Linked DNA regions of Mus musculus: regions 2, 3 and 4 are each linked to region 1. A link is a contact called in public Hi-C and HiChIP or PLAC-seq data. All regions are on one chromosome and are shown on one strand. The core of a region is the stretch at or near the end of the contact, and the rest is flanking DNA. Distances in the headings are between cores, read along the strand shown. Region 1 holds the start of Tdp1 (tyrosyl-DNA phosphodiesterase 1). Region 2 has its middle 30 kb from the start of Foxn3. Region 3 has its middle 44 kb from the start of Gm26839. Region 4 has its middle 19 kb from the start of Gm26839.

Region 1 (3,662 bases), core at 418-2,917:
TAAATACCTAAGGAATATTAAACATCTACAGTTAGTAAGCCAGAAACCAGAAACACAGACATCTTAAACTCAACCTGGTTGTGGAGCTTTCAAAATGCAGTTTCAGTACTCTAGTTTTAATTCTCAAGCAATATAACCGCCGAGTTAAAGATTTCCCTCTGTCCCCTCTCCCCAAAGTTTAAGGAACTTGACCAAGTTTAAGGGGCTGACAAATCCATTCCTCTAAACCGCTGGAATAAACTGTACTCGAAAGCTCAGTCCTGGGATTGGGAAGGTGATGGGACGGATAGGAGGTCGAGGTGATTATCCGTGGACAGTGTGGTGGGCGGGGAAGTGATCAGAGTCCTGCAGCAATGCCAGAACCAAGAGGGGTGACAGAAGTGGCCCTGGTCAGGCTTAAGTCTGAACTCGGGTCGCGCTCCCACACCTACTTTCACCCATTTCCTGCGTTCTGAGGCGCTGGCTTCGCCTGCTCGGGGCCTTGCGCCTGCCTCTGACAAGAACATCGCCACCGACACGGAGACCAAGCCAGGCGTCTCCTCCGCTGCAGCGAGAACACAGACCAGCCACTGCGGCCTCGCCCACCACCGCTGGGACTCAACTTCGCCGCGCAACTCCAACGTCTCCTCCCATTGGTCAGTCTCCGAGCCACTGGCGTTGATTTCGTACTGTCATTGGTTAAAGGCGCTGTTTAACGATGGGGCGGGGCCTCAAGGCCCGCTCCCAGACCTTGGCCCCGCCCCTACTCGATTTTTCTTGTCTTAAGGGAGGTCTGGTACCTCTGGGCTCTCTTAACTCGTTTTGATTGCTTTCAGGCTCTCTCCCAAATTTACAATAAACTCTTTTTGATTATTCTGACCCGTGTCATTGCTAGATTTGGCAGGAGACACACGAAGAATGTGAAAAAAAAAGCACACAAACACAAATAATGAGTGAACACCAAGATTCATTTTTAAACTGCAAGTCTTTGGACGGCCTTCGCAGAGCAGCTACTATGTTTATTTTCGCCCTCTTGGTAACCCTGGCACGTAACACTGTGTCTAGGACAATTAAACGGAATGTCCCGTTTTTTTGAATGTTTACACAGAATTGATTATTCAACCCCCCGGAAGGCGATGCCTGACGTGAGGCTGACTTAAGGAACAGCACAAGAATCCCATACCAGACATCTTTATAGAAGATGAGGAATACCCTCTACCCTTCTGGCAAATCAGTGAGATTGACAAGAACATGACCGTTTCAAAGGAGAAACCTTCAAAGGAGGTTCTGAGTCTGATGGGAGCTCATTTAACTTTTTATCTAGCAGTCGATTTTAAAGTCTGAAGCAGCTGTCTTTTTCTACCGCTCACCCATCTCCCAGAGCACGCCGCTGTCTTAGCCTTGAGAGCCTGAAGCTGCCTAAAAGCATCCCCAGAATGGAGTCGTTGTTTGCAAATTAACCTCGAGAGAGAAGCTACCACAGCTTTCTGTTTCTCTCTTCTTTCAACAGGAAACTAGCAGAGAGTGAGGCGTTCATTCGGCTCTTTTCTGGTCCTCTTGGTCTCAGGCAAATGAGGCTGTCTTTAGGACCCAGTGGGGGGCTTCCGGAAGGGGAAGCGGCTGGCTAGCTAGGCGGCGGCGCCGGCGAGTTTGAACTGCGCGCATGCGCGGGCGCGCCGCGGGGCGGAGTCTCGGCGGCGGCGGCGGCGGCCTGGCGGGTCAGGTAGGTGTCTGCCGCTGCGGGCGCCGGCTCGGGGCGGGCTCTGGCGGCAGCGGCGGCGGTAACTCTGCGCCCGCCCTCCTCATGGCGGCGCGATGGCCGCTGCCATCAGATGTGGTAGTGGAAGGCCAGCAGGGCTCGGTGAGGACCGCGAGGAGAGCGGCGAGGCCGGGGTCCTTGGGCAGGGTTCCTCCGCTCTGAGTCCCGGGAGCCCCGGACCCTGCGCTCCTAACCCTTGGGACGCGCTGCAGAGCCGCTGGCCTTCGCTCCCTCCGTGGACCACGCTCCACACCAGGGACACCGCCGTGATATTGGGCTGTCTTGAGGTTGAAATGAGTCTGTACGCTTGGAATTGTGTCTGGGCAGAGCTGAGCGCTCGGGGAACGTTGGCAGCTTTACGATTTGCTTACTGTACCCCCAAATTACTGCTCCTTGACCATCGTCAGCACCCCACAGCCCAGCTCCTGCAGAAGCGTCCTTATCGCCACGTGTGCACAAAGTTGTGTTACATATGATCATTTTAAAAGACTAGACGGGCCAAGGCACTCTCACTGGGAGTCCCATTGTCTTTAGAATAAAATTCGGCTTTTAACTTGCCTTACTGTCCCCACCCCTTCTTTCTGGACCATTCCTGTGTTACAGTTAGAACCTAGCTACCTCCTCCTGGCCTTCAGCAGGTTGGATTCCATCTGTCTGGAATGTTTCTCGACTGCCTTTTAGCCCGCGGATTCCTTTCCCTCCCAGGTCTCATGCTATGCCACAAATGATTCCAAAGAAAAGTTATCCCTGTAAAATGTAGTGAGCATCTGTAGTCATCTTGACTTTTAGGCTTTTTATGTGTTAATGTGTGCCTTTCACCCTGAAATTAAACCTGTCTAGGATAGAAGCTTTATATTATTAACTCTTTATCCCCGACCTCAATTCTGCTTACTTCCCGGCTCAGAGGAAGGACCACCTTGGAAGAATCTGGTGCCTCTGTCTTAAATGTCTGAGGAGTAGTGTCTATATAGAAGAAATACTGAGTCTGCTCAGCCAACCGGGGAATAGTGGAAGCAAGGTTCTAAGCGGAGTGCCTTTTTTTTTTTCATCAGCTGTTGTGTGTGTGTGTGTTTGTACACACACCTATACAGGCAGTTTCCGACTGTCTTCCTCAGTTGCGCTCTGCCCTGTTCTAGTGAGTCAGAATCTCACAGAACCTGAAGATGGCGGCAGTTTTCTTTCTGGGTGACTGGCCAGTGAACTCTCAGACCTCCTTGACTATCACAATGTTGGGGTCATAGGCACAGGTATTATGCTGGGCTTTGGAACTCATGGCAAACCCTCTTATCCACGGCTCAAAGCTCTAGCCCTCCATGCATATTTTTAAAAGCCCTTAAGGAAATTTCTGATGACATTCTGAGTTTGCTGTCTGGTGAAAGGATTCCATAAGATTTTTTCCCCCATCTTGGTACAGTATCCAACACTGCCAAATTCCATTGCCTCGCCTGCCTTAGTTTTTATTTATTCTCTTTACACATATGCTGTTATTTTCTTCATATTTATTTGAATCTACTCCTATGTAAATACTTTTACAAAGTAGACTTTATTTTGCTGTGATAGCTGTAATGGAGCCATAAGCTACATTCTACTGACAGGAAAACAAGTGTTACAGGTGCCTGTGGAGGAGTCCGGGACCCACTGGGAGTTCAGAAGCAAAATGTAAAGCATTTTTTACAACTTAGCTTTCTCCTTGATTTAAGTAGAAATTGGAATTGGAGGGGGGTGCTGTTATGTGCCCAGTCGGTGGCAGGCCCCAGTTGCTTCCACTGTGGGAATCACTGCTGCTTTGATTCCAGGCTGGGACTTCGGTGGGTAGAGGGGTACACCTGTATTCTCCTTCTTTCGATGTCCCTTACTACTATTGTGACTTTGCACTTCTGCTATGCTAGGCACTGCCTGGTGAGATAGAAAATAAACTGTGGAA
Region 2 (3,662 bases), core at 788-3,287, 400 kb before region 1:
TAATACAGCAAGCCTTCAGCCAATATAATACTAAATGGGGGAAAGCCAAGAACTTGTTGCAAATCAGGAACAGAGCAAAGATGCTCTCTTGCTCACTGCTCCTGTACAAAACCAGTCCTCCAACTACCCACCAGAAAACGCTTAGATCTAAAAGCCCTTTAAATAAAGCAGGATACAAAAATCAACCTATGAAAACCAGCAGCGTTTCTGCCAACAAGTAATGGATCTTGTATGGCAGAAATGAAGATAAGAATACCATTCACGCCGGGCGTGGTGGCGCACGCCTTTAATCCCAGCACTCGGGAGGCAGAGGCAGGCGGATTTCTGAGTTAGAGGCCAGCCTGGTCTACAAAGTGAGCTCCAGGACAGCCAGAGCTATAAAGAGAAACCCTGTCTTGAAAAACCAAAAAAAAAAAAAAAAAAAAAAGAATACCATTCACGATTGCTTTTGGAAAAACAAAATATGTAGGCATAAAGGTAACGAAGGAAGTGGAAGAGCTGTGCAGTGAAAACTTTGAGGGAAGAGATCAAAAATGGAGTTCCCATGCCCATACATTGGCAGGACCAACAGTATAACAATGGCTTTATCATCAAAAGTGGCTCACAGAGCTAATGCAATCACCATCGAAATCCCAGCTAGACTCTTCATAGAACTAGAAAAAGAATGTACAAAGAGCTCCAAATAGCCTGAGCAATCCCAAGCAGAGTGAGCAATGCTGGAGGCATCGCTTCCATCAAACTACACCACAGAGACATAGTAACAAAACCAGCATGGCGCTGGCACAGAAAGAAACATTAAACCACCAATGGCTCCAGTTCCAGGGAATCCAACACCTTTTTTTTTTTTTTTTTGCCTCCAAGAATAGCAAGCACACAAAGAGTGCACAGACATACATGTAAGCAAAATACCCACATGCATAAAATAAATATATTTTAAAACTTAAACACCAAAACAAACTATCCGGTCAACAAGTGGGCTAATTAACTTAAAAAGTTCTCAAAAGAAGAAACACGCAGCCAATAAATACTTGAAAATGTATTCAACAGCCAGGGCCATTAGGGAAGTGAAATTTAAAACCACTTTACAATTCCACCCTATCTAATTCATAATGTTTCATTAGGAAAGCAAAGAGTAACACATGCTGTCCAGGATGTGAGGGAAGAGGTGCCCGGTGATGCTGATGGTGGGAACAGACTGACGTTGTCGCTATGGAAGCCACCGTGGATGTCCCACAAGAACTAACCACATGTACCAGCAGCTATCAGCAGCTATACATATGTAAGTCCGAGGTGTGTACCAAGAGAACTCTAATACACCAAAATGATACCATAACATCTATGTTTACTCTTCCAGTATTAACAATTACCACGAAACAGACCACTCTAGACGTCCAGCCACCCTAAACGTCCACCCGCTGATGGATTCAGAAAACATGCTACATATACTCAATATATTTTTACATGATTTTATAGCTTAAATGTTTTTAATTATATTTACTCATTTCTATTTCATGTGAGAGTGTTTTGCCTGCATATATGTATGTGTACCATGTATGTACAAAGCCCACAAAGGCCAGAACCACTGTGTGTGTGTGTGTGTGTATGTGTGTGTGTGTGTGTGTGTGTGTGTGTGTGTGTGTGCATGCTGGGAATAAAACCTGGGTCCTCTACATGAGCAACAAGTGCTCTTGACCATTGAGCCACCTCTCTAGCCCATACAAGGAAATTTTAATCACCCGCAAAGAAAAAAGTAAAATATGGCATTTCAGGAGAATAGAAGGAACTGGATAATGTTGTGTTAAATGAAACAAGTCATGCCCAGAAAGACAAATGCTACCATGTCTTCCATATGCAGACATTAGCTCATAAAAGTATAATGGGGACCACAAGAGGGAGAGTGAAAGAAAAGAACTTAACTGAGGAGGAGGAGGAAGATGAGGAGGAGGAGGAGGAAGAAGAGGAGGAAGAGGAAGAGTGTAAGGAAATTCATGTGATGTGAAAGCAGAATTGGGGAGCTATGTGGGGGTTAATGGGAACCAGTAGAAAAGGGGAAGTAAGACTGGGCTGGAGAGATGAGAATACTCGCTGCTCTTCTAGAGGACTCAGGTGAATTCCCAGCACCCACATGGTAGCTCACAGCCCTCTGTTGTTCCATTCTAGATCAGATGCCCCTCTTCTGGCCACCTCCAGCATCGGGCGTGCATCTGGTGCACAGACATCAATGCAGGTAAAACAAACACACCATAAATCATTTATGTTATAGAAAGAAAGGGAAGAAAAGAAATCTGGAATGGCTTTGTTCATGTCAAAGGAGATTTCAAATTGAAGAGCGCTGCTGTAGTGAAGGGGATAATTTCACAATAACAGAGGTGTCACATAATCATAAAAACAGCAACTCACATCTCAGGCGGCAAAAACAGGAGAATCAAAGGTTTGAAGCTAGCGTGAACTATACAAGGTCCTGTCTCTGAAACCAAAAGCTGGGGACGTGGGTCGGTGGTACAGAGCTCACAAAGCATAGAAGCAGCTCTGGCTTGCACCAACCATAAATACAATAAAGTAAACTAAAATAATCACTGATACCTAGATACTAACAACAGCTGCAAAACACATGAAGAAAAATCATAGAATTGCAAGGAAAAATAGGCAAGCGCACATTAACAGCCTGAAATTTCAGACAGGAAAATCAGGAAAGGTGTAGAGGATTTGAACACTATGAACCCAAATAATCTACTGTCAAAAACATACACTCAACAACAGAAGATTGTATATTTAAATACACATGAGCATTGAACAAGAGAGAGCACTTCAGGCCATAAAACAATTACACTAAGTGTAAAAGGATTCAGCCTCAAGGGCAGAATTCGTACTGGCTCCCCAGGGCAGGGAGCAGCTAGGCAAAGGCTCCCCTCACAGTTATTCACTGTGGTAGAATGGTACCCTTGCAGCCATCCCATCCCAAGACAATATCAGCATCCCTGGCCCTACCCTCAGGACCTGCAGCAGGGACTAGACTTACAATGTGTTACACAAAGATACATTCCTTCTGCAGTGCTCTTAGCCGCGTAGTAGTGGCATCTCTGAAGGGCAGTGCAGCTGGCTGCCAGGACTCTCTGCAGCAGGACCCTGCTGTGGTTAGCTTCAGTTGTCAACTTGATACACCCAGAACGAGGGGACCACAGTTGAGGAGCTTCCTCCCTCAGGTTGGCTGATGGGCATGTCTTGGGACATTTTATTGATTGCTAAGATACAAGGACCATCCCACTGAGGGTAGTACCATCCGCAGAGTGGTGGACCTCGGTGGTGTTAGAAAGGTAGATGAACCTGGGAGCAAGCCAGGAAGCAGTGCTCCCCTGAGGTCTCTGCTTCAAGTTCCTGCCTCGAGTTCCTGCCTTGGCTTCCCTTGATGAGGGACTATAGGCAGAAAGCTAAATTAAGCCTTTCCTCCCCCAAGTGCCTACCATAGCAACAGAGACCAAACTAAAACAGACCCTATACAGACACGGAGAAACCCACCATTCTAAAAGTCCTCAGCAGGAATTAGTGACCTGGGCGCCAACGTGTTGAGCTGAAAACTGAAGAACATTTTGGGACAGCAGTGACTTGAGTGGGTGACCTGTCACTTCCTCTGCATTTGTGTCACTGTTCCCGAGCTAAAGATT
Region 3 (3,662 bases), core at 324-2,823, 370 kb before region 1:
ATTGTAGAATAAATATAAAAATGAAGATAATGAATGATAACTCTCCAAACTGAAGGGCTGTAATGCTTCTCCAAGGACCCAGGGAATCTCTACCAATAAATGTTCACAATGGAAGTCTGGTCTCTGAGTTGTGTCTAGCTTTCTCTCACTTAATAACTAATCCCAGACTGACTCAAACACCCTCCCGTCAGTGCTAAAAGGGAACGCTTACCTACCACAGTCATTAATAATGCATGGGAGGACGCAGGTTCCTCAGTCGACAGGAAAAGCATAAAGAGACCACACTCTCAAAGAACTATTGAAGGTGATAATGATTCATTGCAGTTAAATGTCTCCAAAATCCCCCCATGGAAAGACTCACCCCATCTCAGCCGTTACTCGGTGAATTCTCTCTCCCCACAGAGCGTCTGTTGAAGCCTTAGCAAGAGAGCTTCGGAAACAGTCTCTTAGAGATGTGCTTGAAGTGAGAGCCCGCTCAGCAAGGCACACCCTGAGTGCTGCACGCTTAGCATCCGTCTAAGAAGAGAAGCCACCCATGGAATGGGGCAGAGGGTGATTACGGGAGGGAATGGAGGGATGGAGCGATTAGCCATTGGGTGCCAAGGTTTTATGGTTGGCATATGATATGCTCTCCACAGGATCCTGTGCTTAAATACTTGGTCCACATGGGGCAGATGTGGGACTAATTCTTAGATGTGGAACACGGCTGAAGGACGTAGGTAAGCAGGCAATCGAGGAAGCTTAGTTAGTTAGCCTGAGCTCCTTCCAGTCTTGCTCTCTGCTTCCACGGGTAAGGGAAAAGCCCCTGTCACTCCCTCCCACTACCACAATGCTCTGCCCAAGCACAGGGGTGCAAGAGACCATGGAACAGACTCTCAGAAACTGTGAGTCAAAACTAAGCCTCACATTCTCTTTACTATTTGGGCCCCAGTAAACTAGAGTTGCTGACGAAAACAGAAGCCAAGAGGCGCGGAACGTTCTCCACAGGTCCCTGTGGTCACCTGGGCAACCCTGTTGGCACCTTGGCTTTGGAATCCTGGGCTCCAGAACAGTTCACACCTGGCAGTCCGAATGCTCTGTCCCGGAGGCACCAGGAAATGAATTACTACACACCTGTGCAAGGCACAACACTGAAGGACAGAGCTGGGCTCGCCAGATGCTTAGGGGAGTTGAGCTTTGACCTCCATCTTGCAAGTCCCTTCCGAAACAGTCTCCGAGACCTGATGTCCTCCTGATCTTTGAAATGAAGGATTTGGGTTGCATGAGCCCCGAAATTGAAACTCTCTTTCCAGTATCCACAAAGACGAGACTAAACCAAGCCCCCCCCCAAAAAAGTAGAACTCGGGGTCCAAACGCTAGAAAGCCATGGTCGAGCAGAATCCGAGGAGAAAGTACAGAGGAAGCATAATTAGCAACGCCGGCTTCGTTTACCATATGCCACACAACAACTCCATCTACACGTCAAATCTGGCCTGCAGCCCTCATGCCACAGCGAGTTAATACAAAGAGACGCAGGGAGCCGCCAGATGCAGAAAGCCACCGCTGAGGGCTGTGCGGAGGAGCTCCATGCAAGGACACTTCCTTTCCTGAGCCTGCTCCAGTCAAGGTCATTCAACCCCAGCAATGGGAAACCCGCTGCACAGAGGAAGGGGAGAAAGAAAAAGAAAAAGAAAGAAAAGGAAAGGCTGGCCTCGAAGGCAGCTCTGGGCCTCAGTCCAGGACACTGGCATGAGAAGCTCAGGGCTGGCAAACAATCCTCACCAGGAAAGAGCAAGAAGAAGTCCCTAGACAAACCTCACTCTGACACACACGCTACCATTGTATCTCCCCCACCCTTAAGTAAATTGTGGCTGTCAAATTACACCCTTTCATTTCTGCTGCTGGTTCATTGAAGAGAGGCTAACAGGGAAAGCCTAGAAACGTTTGTACTTCGTCGAATTTTTTTTTTTCTTCAAATGACCTAATGTTGTGGTAGGAAACTGCTGCTGGCTCATGCTGGGGAGAAACTTAGCCCTGTCAGCATTTAATTATTATTTTAGCACCATTTCTTTACTTTCCTACAGGGAAGAAATAACTTAAATTAAAAAAAAAAGAGGCAACAAACGGTTAGCTTTTAGCCTTAGGAGACAATGTCTTTTGGATCCTGCTTTGTCAAAAATGGCTGGTTCAGGACACGGGCATGTCACAGGGGGTATCAGCTCCAATCTTGCAACATTGAGACCATGACATGGAAATTCTATTCAGCCTGCTAACATGGGGGGATGGCATTATCTGACACCCGCCCATGTTAACATGACCCAGTCATGATAGCCACCTTTCTCAAAGTCCTGCTGCCCCTCCCCCAGGGCTTTTGAATGGACTCCATGGCTCTCCTCTCCTCTTCCTCCTCTCCTTTACTTTCCACATGCATACCAAGTTCCCTCCACTGGGAAAAAGAACAGGAATGGAAAGGGAAGAATGGTGTGGTAGATGTGACTGCCAATCAATCGTGACCCAGTAAGCAATATGGCAGCCAAAAGGCCAGATATCTGGCTATGTTCTCTAAAACTAGTTTATCTTTCACCACCAATGATCTGGTTGGTCACATTATGTACATGGGAGACCATATGTGTACATGTGGCATGAGCCTGGGGGGTCAAGAAGGGGACACCAGACCCTCTGCACCGTGCTAAGGGTGGTGCTAAGTCATCTGATGTGGATGCTGGGAATTGAACTCTGGCCCTCGGCCTGTGTAATATGCCTTTTAACTGCTGAACCATCTCTCCGGGGCCTCTCTCATCTTTAATCGCTTTTTTTTTGTGTGTGTGTGTTTTCATTTTTTTTTTAAATTAGGTATTTTCCTCGTTTACATTTCCAGTGCTATCCCAAAAGTCCCCCATACCCACCCCCACAATCCCCTACCCACCCACTCCCCCTTTTTGGCCCTGGCGTTCCCCTGTACTGGGGCATATAAAGTTTGCAAGTCCAATGGGCCTCTCTTTGCAGTGATGGCCGACTAGGCCATCTTTTGATACATATGCAGCTAGAGACAAGAGCTCCGGGGTACTGGTTAGTTCATATTGTTGTTCCATCTATAGGGTTGCAGTTCCCTTTAGCTCCTTGGGTACTTTCTCTAGCTCCTCCATTGGGGGCCGTGTGACCCATCCAATAGCTGACTGTGATCATCCACTTCTGTGTTTGCTAGGCCCCGGCATAGTCTCACAAGAGACAGCTATATCTGGGTCCTTTCAGCAAAATCTTGCTAGTGTATGCAATGGTGTCAGCATTTGGAAGCTGATTATGGGATGGATCCCTGGATATGGCAATCACTAGATGGTCCATCATTTCGTCACAGCTCAACATTTTGTCTCTGTAACTCCTTCCATGGGTGTTTTGTTCCCATTTCTAAGAAGGGGCAAAGTGTCTACACTTTGGTCTTCGTTCTTCTTGAGTTTCATGCGTTTAGCAAATTGTACCTTATATCTTGGGTATCCTAAGTTTCTGGGTTAATATCCACTTATCAGTGAATACATATTGTGTGAGTTCCTTTGTGATTGGGTTACCTCACTCAGGATGATGCCCTCCAGGTCCATCCATTTGCCTAGGAATTTCATAAATTCATTCTTTTTAATAGCTGAGTAGTATTCCATTGTGTAAATGTACCACATTTTCTGTATCCATTC
Region 4 (3,662 bases), core at 501-3,000, 340 kb before region 1:
TTAGCTTCTTTGCTTACACTCTTCCTTGGCCATTTGTCTACTCCCTGTCTATGTTAAGCTCCGTGGGGCTCAATTACCATTATTTATCTAGTCAATATTTACTTACATTGAACGAATTGTTGTTTCTGTGGGTCTTCCCTGCTTCCTGCAGATCCGAGCACTCATCGGGAACAACATTCCTTCTATCCTACAGGTACCCTTGAAGGAGTTGTCTTTAGTGCAAGTTAGCCCGGCCACCCTTTAAAACCACTGGTTTTTCAATCTTGAAGAGTCTTAGATGCTGAACCTGACAAACAGTTGTTTTCCTTCAGCAATGACACACAAAAAGTTCCACTTCCACCTGATCCTTATTGTTTCCATTAAGACACTCTGCTGTCAGTCTCATGGTGGCTCCATTAAGGCAAATAGTTGCTGGTCCTAACTCTAACTACTGTTTGTTTTCAGAATTGTACAATGCTAGAGTATGTGTGCACGAGCACATATATATGTATATATGTATGTACACTGTTCCATATCTTAGGGCTTCCCCAACATTCTCTGGGCCTGTGAGATGGCTCAGCAGGTCAAGTTGCACATTGCCAAGCCTGACAACTTTAGTTCAATCCCAAGGGCCCACATGGTTTAAGGAGAAAGCCAAATCTCATAAAGTGCCCTCTGACCTTCACACACAGTCACAGCATGTGCCCCTCCCTACGCACACATACACCCACAGTAAATAAATAAGGGTTACAGAAACTTGAAGCTGGGCATGGGGGCACGTGCATTTAATCCTGGCATTCGGGAGGCAGAAACAGGTGGACCTCTGTGAATTCAGTCCAGCTTGTTGTACATAGAGAATTCTAGGCCAGCCAGGGCTACGGTGGGAGAGCTTGCTTCAAAACAAAACAAAACAAAACAAAATAGAACAGAAACAACAAAACCTGAAACACTGCCCCCCACAAACACCTCTTCTGTCTCATTTTCTCTCTCTTGATGAATATACAGTTACATATCTGTGGGGTATTCCTACCACATTTTATGTCTTCATGATCTTGTTTATTGTCTGTGCTGCCACCTCCCGGTGTCACTGTTCTTGTTGCTATCTCATTATTACTTTGGCACTGAGGACAGACTCCAGGGCCCCACAGAAGTACACTCCAGCCTTGGGCTTTATTTCCTTCTGCTCCATCTTCTAAGTCACCAATTCTCTCTTCACTGGCATCCCCTTTATTGAATCCATCCATTTCGCCTCCGAAAACACTTCCTTGGAGTACAAGAAGCCATTTACACGCCATTAAAGTCACCAACTACAAGGATTCATTTAATGGTTTTCATGAATCCAATCATACCATCATAGCCTTCTCTGAATCCAATCTTAGGTCGTTTCTATCACCCCAGAAAGCATGCTCTCCTGGGATTTAACCGCAGCAAGTATTCCAAAAGGTCAATTGTTTGTCTTACATTTTAGCCCTCTGGATATATGAATTATGGATATTGGTTAACAAAGTCACACTAGTAACAGGAAACAGGCCCAGAGGCTCAGCTTCCCTTCTGTGGGTTTTCACCTTCAACCTTGTTCCTCAATGCCTTGATGGATCTCCAGGACTCCGGTTTTGTTTTGTTTCTTCTTTTTGATTGTAAGCAACTTTTCTCTGCAGAAGAGGAGACCTGAACAAACTACATCTGCTAATGTTAGACACACTGACAGCCCACGCGAGCGAGCGAGCGAGCTAGCTAGGTGAGCAAAACTTATCATGCAAATGAGGACGCTGATGGGAGATAAAAATAGACATCAGTGGGGACCTCACTGCGTCTGCGGGCACAGACCAGAAGCACCACAAACAAAGCAGAATGTTTGGTCAACCTAACCACAACAAAGGACGCCCTCTGCTAAAAATACACACTTAAAGACCACGGTGCCCATAGGAAAATTATTAGTTCTTGACTCTTTCCTTTGTGCTATTTGATGCTAAAGAGAGAAAGGAACAAATGCTCACTGGGGCAGGGACACTCAGTACCTCACGGCATCAGCAAGATGGAACTCACTATGATGTCAGTCTGTCAGGTCCTGTATGTCATTGATGCCCTGAGATTTAGTAAATAAGACAGATTTTGTGTGTGTGTGTGTATACTAATACATGTCTGGGAAGTTTTGGAGTGGAGAAAAAAACCTGACAAGCTCTATATGACAAGCCGTATGCCTCCTTCTCTTCCTCTAGTTTATTTTAAAATGCTATACTCTGCTCTTTTGTACAAAATTCTATCCCCTATTTTATAAAAGAAAAAGCCACAGTAGTGAAGGGCCTGGTGTAGTAGCCTTTGAGAAGGCTAGCCCTGCCTGTTGGATCATCCTTACAGTGACTCTTCTTGGTCAGACAGGAACAGAGTCTAAGGAGAAGCAGTATTCTCAAGCAGACCAGTGGTGTGGTTGCTGCCTAATTATAGCCTCACCACATCTTGCATTTGCAAGATGTCTGTCCTTTCCTGGAATTTTAATGATGCTATTCAGGATATCACTTCCTATTCTTAATTTGCCTGTTTTAGAGAACTTGATTCCAAACAATGTTTTGGATACAAACAGTCCGACATTTTTCCAAAACACAGGCTTTATTGGCATATAAAGCGATTTGCCACATGCACAGTGTTTACATCCTAGCAGGTGGATAATAGATCAGAGTTACAGCAATGTCAGGGGACTTTCCCATCCATAGTACATGGCATGGGAGAAAGAAAACCACTCAGCGAAAAGAAAACAGAATATGATTCCAACAATTTAACTTCCGTCCATATGTCACTGTCGTTTTCTAAGCAACAGAACATAAAAATGAAGCACTGGCAACGGGGAGCCTAACAACAAAGGGATTAATGCGTTAACTTGGGGGACACTGAGGCCAGCAGCCGGGGTCCAGTCAAGCTGAGATGTCCTGCAGCCCTGGGACTCCTTCAGAGCTGGCGAGCGCCTTGGTTGTAGATTTGCTAAACTCTGGCCTGGAGGTAGAAGGTCTGCCTGCTTAAGCAAAACCTAAAGTCAATAAAGGGAAAGGAAGTACGGGGCTCCTAAAAGATGGGAACGGTACCTAGCTCTTCTCTCTCTCTCTCTCTCTCCCTCTCTCTCTCTCTCTCTCTCTCTGTGTGTGTGTGTGTGTGTGTGTGTATTGTGTGCACACACACGTGGAGGCCAGCAGACAACTCTCAGAGGCTGATTCTGTCTTTCTACCTCATTGAGGCTAGGCCTCTCTGATTTCTGCTGAGCCACATGGTCCAGGCTTGCCATGTGAAGTGTCATCCCCCCACCCCTTTCCCATCTCACAACAGGAGTGCTGGGATTGCAGATACACAGGACCATCTCCGGCTTCTTACATGCGTTCCAGCCTTGCCCAGTTACTCCTTCTCTCTGCTGTCTCCATAGCCTACTTTTATCTCCTACAAATACCCCAGGGTCTGACGAACACTACATCAACCAACGTCAACAGCAACGGTCTTCCCACACTTGAAGTAACTTGTCTACCTCTACTCCCTCCACTAATGCTCACCATGGTGGGCTGTATCAGCATTGCTCCCTCTCAATAGGGCCAGCATACTGAGACCTCCACAAATGCTGGCATCTGAGTGACCAAGTCTCGTAGCAACCCACAGGAAACAGAGGGGCTTGTTTCAACACAACACTGTTGTGCCTCTGTGAT

What was found. Hi-C and Micro-C count contacts between places; a contact is called where the count stands out from the background. HiChIP or PLAC-seq counts read pairs in DNA pulled down with a chosen protein or histone mark.
Region 2: a contact with region 1 is called in an H3K4me3 HiChIP or PLAC-seq map of bone marrow-derived macrophages, with 4 times the contacts expected there. The contact joins the enhancer-like site here to the promoter of Tdp1 in region 1. A contact is called at or near these places in 8 of 39 promoter capture datasets (3T3-L1-derived adipocytes, the HPC-7 cell line, frontonasal cranial neural crest and 4 more), 2 of 484 Hi-C or Micro-C datasets (bone marrow-derived macrophages and uterus), 6 of 115 datasets of contacts at active chromatin or transcription factors (bone marrow-derived macrophages, embryonic basal ganglia, embryonic forebrain and 2 more) and 3 of 9 other capture datasets (adipose tissue, liver and pancreatic islet).
Region 3: a contact with region 1 is called in an H3K4me3 HiChIP or PLAC-seq map of forebrain, with 3 times the contacts expected there. The contact joins the enhancer-like site here to the promoter of Tdp1 in region 1. A contact is called at or near these places in 1 of 484 Hi-C or Micro-C datasets (nephron progenitors), 7 of 115 datasets of contacts at active chromatin or transcription factors (embryonic basal ganglia, embryonic forebrain, embryonic stem cells and 3 more) and 3 of 9 other capture datasets (adipose tissue, liver and macrophages).
Region 4: a Hi-C map of bone marrow-derived macrophages shows a contact between it and region 1, with 21 read pairs. The contact joins the enhancer-like site here to the promoter of Tdp1 in region 1. A contact is called at or near these places in 12 of 39 promoter capture datasets (the 3T3-L1 cell line, the C10 cell line, HPC-7-derived erythroid cells and 6 more), 7 of 484 Hi-C or Micro-C datasets (CD4 T cells, CD8 T cells, bone marrow-derived macrophages and 4 more), 10 of 115 datasets of contacts at active chromatin or transcription factors (acute myeloid leukemia, bone marrow-derived macrophages, embryonic midbrain and 5 more) and 4 of 9 other capture datasets (adipose tissue, liver, macrophages and 1 more).

The regions. Positions count from the first base shown.
Region 1 is chr12:99,882,851-99,886,512 of GRCm38.p6, forward strand. Tdp1 (tyrosyl-DNA phosphodiesterase 1) reads left to right here and starts at 1,668. Exons shown (of 16, transcript NM_028354.5): 1 at 1,668-1,702. It overlaps Efcab11 (EF-hand calcium binding domain 11), which reads right to left and starts at 592. Exons shown (of 6, transcript NM_030172.2): 1 at 432-592; 2 at 1-7. The coding sequence starts at 506.
Region 2 is chr12:99,478,529-99,482,190 of GRCm38.p6, forward strand. It overlaps a transcript of Foxn3 not described here. Among named protein-coding and RNA genes, the nearest start is that of Foxn3, 30 kb to the left of the region's middle. Within about 2 kb of position 2,038, at least 1 of the 459 cell types and tissues checked has an H3K27ac peak or open chromatin away from gene starts, as enhancers often do. A contact at or near this core is called in bone marrow-derived macrophages, where this site is marked.
Region 3 is chr12:99,517,763-99,521,424 of GRCm38.p6, forward strand. It overlaps a transcript of Foxn3 not described here. Among named protein-coding and RNA genes, the nearest start is that of Gm26839, 44 kb to the right of the region's middle. Within about 2 kb of position 1,574, at least 52 of the 459 cell types and tissues checked have an H3K27ac peak or open chromatin away from gene starts, as enhancers often do. A contact at or near this core is called in forebrain and stem cell-derived neural progenitor cells, where this site is marked.
Region 4 is chr12:99,542,936-99,546,597 of GRCm38.p6, forward strand. It overlaps a transcript of Foxn3 not described here. Among named protein-coding and RNA genes, the nearest start is that of Gm26839, 19 kb to the right of the region's middle. Within about 2 kb of position 1,751, at least 35 of the 459 cell types and tissues checked have an H3K27ac peak or open chromatin away from gene starts, as enhancers often do. A contact at or near this core is called in acute myeloid leukemia, adipose tissue, bone marrow-derived macrophages and 2 more, where this site is marked.